Linked DNA regions of Pan troglodytes: region 2 is linked to region 1. Evidence: chromatin contacts called from public Hi-C data. All regions are on one chromosome and are shown on one strand. The core of a region is the stretch at or near the end of the contact, and the rest is flanking DNA. Distances in the headings are between cores, read along the strand shown.

What was found. A called contact is a pair of places that touch in the nucleus more often than the background predicts.
Region 2: a Hi-C map of induced pluripotent stem cells shows a contact between it and region 1, with 2.8 times the contacts expected there. The contact joins the promoter of TMCC3 here to the promoter of LOC737096 in region 1. A contact is called at or near these places in 2 of 7 Hi-C or Micro-C datasets (induced pluripotent stem cells and stem cell-derived neural progenitor cells) and 1 of 1 other capture datasets (stem cell-derived neural stem cells).

What each region holds. Positions count from the first base shown.
Region 1 is chr10:101,381,364-101,386,283 of NHGRI_mPanTro3-v2.0_pri, reverse strand. LOC737096 (succinate--CoA ligase [GDP-forming] subunit beta, mitochondrial-like) reads right to left here and starts at 2,304. Exons shown (of 1, transcript XM_054664613.2): 1 at 1,068-2,304. The coding sequence starts at 2,248. The coding sequence ends at 1,094.
Region 2 is chr10:101,709,116-101,713,670 of NHGRI_mPanTro3-v2.0_pri, reverse strand. TMCC3 (transmembrane and coiled-coil domain family 3) reads left to right here and starts at 1,984. Exons shown (of 4, transcript XM_009426008.5): 1 at 1,984-2,283. The coding sequence starts at 2,275.

The sequences.
Region 1 (4,920 bases), core at 1,055-3,554:
CTCAACCGCAGCTGCACTAGTTCTGGTCCAGTTCTTCCCAGGACAGTTCTAACAGCCTTTTTTTTTTCTTTTACAACTTACAAAACATAATTTTATTTAAACTTGTATAGATAAAAATCTACCAAAATTTAAACAAAAACTTTATCCAAATCCTTTCCCACAACAAAATTGGACATCATGGAAAAAAAAAACATTCAGATAAGGTTCCCATCTTTCTACCATAAACTGGTAGATCCTGGGAGGATGAGGTGTAAGAGATAAACGAGGAGAGAAGACACTGGTACCCAACACAATTTGATCTTCAGTGTTGTCTCATCTTGAAATGACTTAATAACAGAGATTTCCATAAGAATCAGGATTCATTTTTGACCCAAAAATGGAAGCTTCCACTCCAAAGTCACAAATAAGGTTTCTGGTTTTATTTTTAGTGTGAGGTAAACAGTATATTCAATATTAAACCAAATGGTAAAAACACATGGATGGTATATTAATGCAGACCTTCCATTATTAAATATATTTTGGAACACTCATGGATTTTTCAAACGTATGTTGGAATTAGAAACCTGTAAAATCTGCTGCAGTGTGTAATAGCTATTTGTTTGAATGTCTTGGCAGTGCCTTTTTAGTAGCTAATGTTCAGTGTAATCTTGTGCCTTTTTAGTAATTAATATATTAAATATAATCTTGTCTGAGTTTTTAAATGGTCTGTTCTTCTTTTTCATTATGTAGGATTAGATGCCCACCAAAATTCTTGTAAATGAAGCAGGACCCGATTTCAAATTCTGTCTATACACACAATATTTGGCCACATAGACCGCTCCCCAAAGTCTGCAAAACACTGCCTACTGGGCAGGCTTACAGTGACAGAAAAGTATGAGAATACGAGATATTATTTTTATAAAGACTAAAATCAGATTTAGGCTGTCTAGATAGCTTATTCCAGAAAACACAGATTTAAGATTTTTCAGTGATTCTTGCCTTTACCCCCCCCCCTTTTTCCTCCCCAACGAGATAACCATTTCTTTCACAATGATGAACCATCCCTTTTTATGGAAAAATGGCTTTGTTTCTCCATCGGATCAGGACAAAGACATCACTTCTTGGCCACACTGGCCACAGCCTTCTTGGCTGCATCCTCCAGGTCAACGGCTGAAGTAATGGGGAGTCTGCTGTTGTTGGGTATTTTCTGGGCCTCTTGGACGTTGGTTCCTTCAAGCCAAATCACAAGGGGCACCTTGAGTTCTAGCTCCTGGCAGGCTTTGGTGATCCCATTGGCAATGATGGCACAGTTGACGATACCACCAAAAATATTGACAAGGATGGCTTCAACCTTAGGATCAGCTGTGAGCAATTTGAATGCTTGATATACTTGAGCTTCCTTTACACCACCTCCAAGATCCAAGAAGTTGGCTGGCTTCCCACCATTAAGGAAAATGATATCACAAGTAGCCATGGCGAGCCCAGCACCATTCACAAAGCAGGCAATGTTCCCATCTAGTCCTATGTATTTTAGATCATATTTGGCAGCTTCATTTTCAATGGGCTCATTCTCTGATTTGTCGTCCATAGCAAATATGTCTTTTTGTTGGAATTCTGCATTGTCATCAAAGTTTATCTTGGCATCAAAGCAGACAACTTGTCCTTCTGGAGTTTCACCAAAGGGATTCACTTCCACCTGAGTAGCATCAATTTTCAGGAAGAGATTATACAGCTTCGTAATTTGATCTGCAGCCTGGCTTTTCAAAGGCCCAACGAAGCCTAGATTTTCTGCCATCCACTGAGCTTGGCTGTCCTTTATTCCTTCAAAAATGTCAATTTGCTCCTTAAAAATGAGCTCTGGGTTTGAAGCAGCCACCTCTTCAATGTCGATGCCCTCCTGGGGGCTGCCCACCAGCACGGGACCATTGCAGGACTGGTCCATCAGAATTGCCAGGTAGGTTTCTCTGGAAATGTCCAAGGCTTCAGCAACCATCACCTTGTTAACTTTCACACCTTCTTTTGGAGTTTGTTTTATCGCTAGATTGTACCCAATCATCTGTTTAGCCAGCTGTCCCACAACATTAGGGTCTTTTGTTAAATTAACACCTCCTCTCAAACCACTATTGAAGACACCTTTTCCTCTTCCTCCAGCTAAGATCTGGGCTTTTAAAACAATTTCTTTTGCATTTAGTCTCTTAGCGGCCTCGAGAGCTTCATTCGCAGTGTCTGCTACAAGGAATCTTTGAACTCTCACTCTGTTATCAGACATCAGTTTCTTGCTCTGGTATTCCTGCAGGCTCAGCCATCTTCTGGAGGTTAATTGAACTGCCCGGGACCTGGCCGCCAGGAAGCGGGGCAGCAGCGCTAGGGCTTGCAGAAGCTTCCAGGCCTCGCTACCATGGGGGACGCCATCTTAAACAGGAAACCTAGCACTCTAACAGCCTTTTATCTACTGCCCCTTTCCCTTTTTTCCTGCCTTGTGTGAAGATGTGATGCGTGGAACCGTGGCAGCCATCTTGTAACCATGAAGTGATGAGAATGAGAACTAAAAGCCAAGGAGCTAAGGATGGCAGAAGAAAGCCAGACAGGAGCTGGGTCTCTGTGAGCCCCATTGAGCAGTTGAGTCAATGCTGGGAATCATCTGTCTGGAGACTTCTTGTGATGTGAAGTCTTAAATGTCTTTCCTTATGCCTTTGATAATGGCCATTAGTTGCATCATAAGCCATTCGTAATTGACACAGGGAGTAGGAAGATGAAGGTAACAATGTGAGCAAACTTATCACGTGTTGATGTGGCGCTCTTGAAGCAGCTATTTTAGTCTGAGAGGCAGTTTTTTTGTTTGTTTGCTTGTTTTTAGGTAGCTGGGGGGAAAGCCAAACTATTAAATATTTAGTTTTTAATTATTGTTACTAAGTAGTACATTCAGTAGTCATCAGGCCCACATCCCTTGTCCCTTGTTTGTCTTTTTCACTTAGGCCTGCTTTTAATTTTTAATATAAAACAGTGTTTTGAGCAATTTTGTGGAGAGTGTTTTCAAATGGTCACATCAGACATTCCCTGGGTCAAAATGGCCACAGCAAATAGGCCTCCGCCAAGTGTATGGCCTCACCTGGAGCAAAGGCACGGGAGGCAGGGATCTGTGGAGTAGGGTGAGGACACAGCAAGTTAAGATGGGGGTGGGGTCATGTGGAGTGGAACTCAGAGAGTTGGGGGTTGAGTGTAGAGTAGAATAGGGGCAAAATATGTGAAATGCAGGGCTTGGGAAAGGTGGGAGCCCTTCTTTCCCAAATGCAAATTGGGGGCACCCATTTCACTGGGATGTTCTTGGCCTCCATCCCATCCTGCCTATTTTGTGCACCTTCAGATGGCCTGCTCTCATCTCAGCCCCACCTGGGGGCCTGTGAGAAACGTGGTTGCCCCAGTGTCACACAGGAAGTATGGCTGTCACTGCTGCTGAGGTCTAAAGTCCATCCTGGGGTGAAGATGTGGTCGTCTGGTTGGAATCAGGGACCAGGAGACTTGACTGGAAGTTTCTAGTGTCTGATGCTGGTTGCTTAGGGGAGTCACCAGACAGTCCCCATGATGCCACCTGCAGAGGAAGTAGAAAGATGAGATCCAGAGATCCAGAGCAGAGAGAGAGTGGAGGACCCAGCGGCCGATGGGGACAGTGCAGAGCACCCCCATCCATATTCAGACATGCAGATGGATTGGAGTACTTGATGATGATTGCATAGCATCCGGATTGGGAATGATGAATTCAGCCTCCACCACAAGTGCAAAGTCCCTGGGACCAGCTGTCCAGAGTCACCCAGTTCTTAATCACTAGACCTCTAGAGATAATGGTCCCCATCCTCACACTTCACCCTTCCCCAGACTGCCCCAAATGTAGCTCTTCTGATGACAGTATTCTCCAGGCTTTATGAAGTTTTACTAATTGTGGCTGGTTAGTTATTTCTGAAGAAATTGTTTCTAGTCCTGGTGTTGAAGGATAGCACTTGAGCAAACAGAGAAAACACATAATAAACATTCCAAGGCCATTGGCCTTTGGAGAAAGCTTGTCTTTCGGTCATATCACTTCTTCTAATGTGGCTTTTTTCCCCCTCAGAGAAGGGTGTTAGAGGACAGGGCATTTTCCCTCTAGACATTGTCAGTGGGACAGTTCCATGAGTGTATTGGTGGTTCCTGGTCATGTGCTGTGATCACCAAGGTTCAGCCATTTTTGGGTCTGGGGAACCGGCAGGTTCCTTCGGTATAACGCTCCCCATTGTTGAGGTTATAGCAGCCTCTAGGGGTTGCCACGGGTTACTGTGCTGGCTACAGTGTCTTGGATCCCTTTAAAGTTGGAGTTCTCAGGGTTTCCTACAGGTGTTCCAGGGGAGCACGGAGGGTCTGATGGCTGGACTTTAGCGTCGCCTCCATCTGCTGCCCATGGTCTGCAACTTAGGGTGTCAGCTTGCCTAGACCCACCTAAGAATCACCCCCACTCTAACTGCACACACGCAACATACACACATGTGCACACAGCCCCTGCTCTGAAGGGGGTGTGCATTCGCCTCACTCCTCTTGTTGAAGCCCCCCGAGTTCCCCTAGTTCTTCCCTATGTCCCCAACCTCCTCATTCGCTGAACACAAACAAGTGTGTTTGTGTTCACACGTGGCCCTGGAGAGCTGTTGCCAAGCGGCATTTAGCATTTTCCTGAATCTCTTAGCAGGGGCATTCCAGGCTCTAGTTTTTATGATTTATCTCAAAATCCAATCCAATCTCGTCACCCTCTGCTTACAGCCTGTGGCAATTTCCCATTTCCCCTTCTTGTGGCCTATAAGGCCCCTTTCCCATCTCCCTGCCCTCTTCACCCTCGTCTCTCCTGACACACCATCCCCACCTGCTAGTCAGAATGAATTTCTTTTTGTACTTCAAAAGCTCTCTTCTCATTCTTGAAAT
Region 2 (4,555 bases), core at 735-3,234, 330 kb before region 1:
TTCTGGCTAGGCCTTTAATGCATCTATTTAGTCCAAGTTGTCATTTTACAGATGAGGAAGCTAAGGCTCTGAGATGTCAAGTGACTAATCTATGACAAAAGCTCACGTTTTTACTTCCAGGAACACCTTTACACAGTTGCACCTTTTCTATGAAGCAGAGGAGGGCAGTATTGCATGGGCATTAAGTGAGAGGGTCCTCGTGTCAGACTGCCTGAGTTGAAATCCAGGCTGTGCCACTAACAAGCTGTATGATCTTGGGCAAATGACCTGCCCTCTCTGAGCTCGAGTATCTCCCTCTAAAAAACCATAATATCACAGTACGTACTTCATAGAGTTGTGTGGATTGAAATGATAAGACAGGTATGGCTCAGAAGTACACTTACTAACATTGTTATTTTCCCAAAGAAAGGCAAAAACATAAAAGCTCAATCAGAAGAGATTATATCCAGGGAGGAAAAAACCCACTGTATACAGATCATAAGATAAAGTAAAAAAGGGACATAGCAAGTGTCATTAATTGTCGTTTCTTACATTTCCCCCTCACACATCAGTCACTCCTCCCCCTATCTGTGCTGATAGGCACCAAAGAGAAATCCAGACAAAATGTTTTTATTCATTAGATCATTAAGGTACTTCGTGTAATATTACGGTCTCTATAGTGCTGCTGACAATCAATGTTAGAAAATTATAAAGGTATTTCTTTGGCAGTGGTGATCTGCCAGAATAACTGGCATAAAGGCAATGCCAAAGCTGAAACACTCATGAGAAGTGTTTACCCGGCACAAGCCTTTGCATTCCCACTGCTGTCTGCCTGCATACCTGTCACAGCCGCTTTGGAAACACAAGCGTCCTTGGATGCTTTTCAAAGGATCCTTTGACAAACAAGAGATATTTTTTTTCTACACAAAATTCAGGCTGCCTTGAGTTCCGTGCTATTTGATTTACTTTGTTCAGCAGTCGAAGCAGAATAAAATCAGCTTTCTTCCTGGAAGACCTTCCCACATCATTCCATCCTGTTCTTGCGGATTTAGATCCTGCATTCTGAGCTCAAGGGTGTGCAGCGTTTTCATGATCTGGGGAATACATTTTTCCCCCTTCTCATTTTTTTCCCCCAGAAGCATTAGCATTTGGGGATGGGCTCCCGTGTTGTTTGGAAAAGTTGGGGTGGAGGTCGATTGTGAAGAGAAAGCTGTGCACACAGGGGACTGCTAGGAAAACCCGTGGGTTTCGCTGGAATGGGGATGCTGACCTCTTCCCCTGCCGAGCTCCTTCACCTGAATGAGACCAGACGGTCTCTGTTCCACGATGTTTCCTCCAGCCCCGGGTGGATCTGCTGTTTACCACTCTTAACTCTCTTCCCATCCCTCCTCGGAAAGCTTTATGAATGCTCAGGACTTTCAAAAAACAATCGCAGAATCTAAAGAATGGTAAAGGGCCGACGCACTGGCTCACACCTCTCATCCCAGCACTTTGGGAGGCCGAGGCTGCAGGATCGCTTGAGGCCAGGAGTTCGAGACCAGCCTGGGCAAAATGGCGAGACACCAGTCTCTACAAAAGAATAAAAATACAAAAATTAGCCGGGCGTAGTGGAGCACTCGCCTGTGGTCCCAGCTACTGGGGAGGCTGAGGCGGGAGGATCGCTTGAGCCTGGGAGAATCGCAAGGCTGCAGTGAGCCGAAATCGCGCCCCTGCGCTCAGCCTGGGGGACAGAGCGAGACCCTGTCTGAAAAATTAAAAAGAAAACGAAGAGTAGGAACGGACATTAGCGGGCCACCTTCCCATCCCATGGGGAGAATTTTAAGGTGGTACTTTTAAGGCGGGTGAGAATTGCCATCTGCGCTCTCCGCCAATCCACTCTTGCTCCGCAAACTTGGGGTCCCTGTAGGGTGGGCCCAGCTTTCACCCCAAAGCTTCTCCAGCTCAGTTCTGGAGACTCGCTCCGCTCCTGGTGGGGCCGGAACTCGAGGAAGAGGAGAGGGGCGAAGCGGCCCGAGGAGGCGGGGACGCTGCGACGGCGGCAGAAAGGCCCCGGGGCCCCGGAGCTCCGCGAGCTCAGTGCGCCCTTGGCCGGCTCCGCGCCTCCGCCGCAGCCCGGGAGAGCCCCGGGGACCCCGCGGCCAGCGCTACCCCGCCCCGCCCCCGCCGGCTTGGCGGCCGCGGCGCAGGCGTGTGCAGGAGCGGGCAGCGCGGAGCTCCCGGCCGGCCGAGCGTCGCCGCCCGCCCAGCCCTTCTCGCGCCCAAGTCGCCGAGCCCCGCCCGGACGGCCCAGACACCATGCGGAGGGTGAGTGCGCCGTCGCCCCGGGGTGCGGGGGCGGGGGCGTGCGCCGGGGTCCTCCCAGCGGGAATAGTGAGGGTGCGGCGGGGACGGACCTCGGCGGGGAGCGCGGTCGCCCCCGGGGGACTGAGGAGGGGAAGGGGCGCCGCGGGGACCCCGGGCCCGCACTCTTCGGGGCTGCGCTCGCACGTCGGAGCCCTGGGCCCGCGCTTGCGAGGTGGGCTGCGCCCGGCACTCCGCCCCACGCCTGCTGGCGAGCCCCTTCTCCGGCTCCCCTGACGCCCGCCTGGCTGCCAGAATTCTGCCCAAAGCCCCGGTCCTTCTTTGGGAGCCCGGGCAGCTCTGCTGGGCGTCGGTGGGGCTCCCTTGGCGCACACCCCAGAGACGGAGCCAGCCCCAGGTCCGGGCCAGGTGGGCGACAGGTCGAGGCCGGGGCTGGGGTTGGGGAGAGGAAGGATGCCTGCACTCCGGCATTTGGAAGGCGCGAGTCTCCTCCAGGCACGGCCCGCCGACGGCGCGCAGCTCCTGGCCTGGGGCGCCCTCGGGGGCTGCGGCTGCTGCTTTACCGGCAGGTGCCAGGGAGCCCGCGCTCACCCCCACCCTCCAGCCAAGGCTGCCTGTGGAAAAACGAAAAATAAACAGGCTCAGCTGCAGTGGCTCTTCCACCTCCAGGGACAGCTTGGGGGACTGGTGCTGCTTGTTGTTAGCCCCGGAGAGAGCGCAGGCCCTAGTGCAGCTCGTTCTTACTTGTCTGGGGAAGTTAATTGACATGAAGATGCTGGCGACTTTGTAAGTTACTAGACCCGTTTGTATTTTAACTTTGGAAATGGAAGGTGCTTTAATCAAATACAGGATCTCAGCATTAATATGTGTGGAAAAGCAGTAGAGGAAACTTAAGGAAATCCTATTGGGTACCCTCCACATTGTCCCAGAACTCCTAAGGCCACCCTGAAGACAGTTTACGCGCCAAGGAAGGGGTGGAGGGGTATTTCCTGAAGAGACAAGGCTGAGAAGAAATGGAAGAAAACCAAACCAAAACAAAACAAAAAAAAGAGAAGAAAACAAAAACGGAATAAGACTCTCCCACCAGAGTCCATGCATTTCTCTAGGTTGGAACTTGAGGTTGGCTTGTTGCAAGGTACGTAGGCGCCTATTGCTTTGGTCATCTGAGTGGCCCTTTTAGAGATTTCCGCCTCTCAGCGGCTGGGCTGCTCCCAAGGGAACTCGGGCCTCTTTTTGCTGGTGGTACCAGAATTAAGTGTTCTGTGTGTGTGTGTTGAAGGGGGTGTCTTTGGAGGGAGTATAGAGCAAATGTGAATTGGCCCCAGCTGCCCCTGGAAAGTCTCTCAATGAGCTGACACGGAAATTTACCTGGCTTATACTTTTGGAGCTAGTCCAGACCTGCTCAGGTGTTTCTGGGGAGAACAGGATTCCAGCCAGGCTGGCCAGCTAGTTTGGCATGCAGCAGAAATGGAAACTGGCCGTGGTGAGGTTACTTGTTTGAACTCCAAATTCAGGGGTCAGCAACCTCCTTTTACCCTCAGTGCCTCAGGGTAATTAAAGAAAAGAGCCTGGATGGGATCCGTAGAAATGCGTGTTAGAGGGAGAATCACGATTTGGAGATGGAGGGCATTGACCAGAGTATCTTAACATGTGATCTGCCTACTACCTGCCTTAGGATGAAAGAGATGGATGCTTGCTGCAGATGCAGATTCCTAGGCTGTGTTTCAAACCTAATGAGTTAGAATCTCTGAAACTGGAGCTCGGCAATCTGCATTTTAAATACTCAGCCCCCACCTCCGTAAGACGTGTATTAAGCACCTACTATGTGCAGGCGCTGTTCTGAGCTCTAGGAATACTGTGAGGAACATGACATACAAAAGCCTTGTTCTCTTGGAGGCCGCATTCAAACTGAGAAATCAGATAATAAAGTAGTAAACAAATGTACAAATAATGTAGTTTCAGATAGTGATGAGTGCTATGAAGAAAATAGAGCAGGATTTGTGCCCAGGTTTGCTGGACTCCAAAGCCCTGGCTCTTGACATTACACTCTGTTGCCTACAAACTTTTTGTTTCTGCCCCAGACCCTGTCTGGTTCTGGAGAAGCATATAATTTGGCAGTTTGGCAGATGCATGTGGCAGCCCTTCAACTGTGGCAGATCAGTAACTGCAGAGAGAGAGTGTGCAGACACACTATTAGAATCAAAAGTAATTACTTTCCTTTGGTGTCCTTGAATGAAAGAGAAGGTGTGTAGGGAATGTACAGAGTAGGAGCACA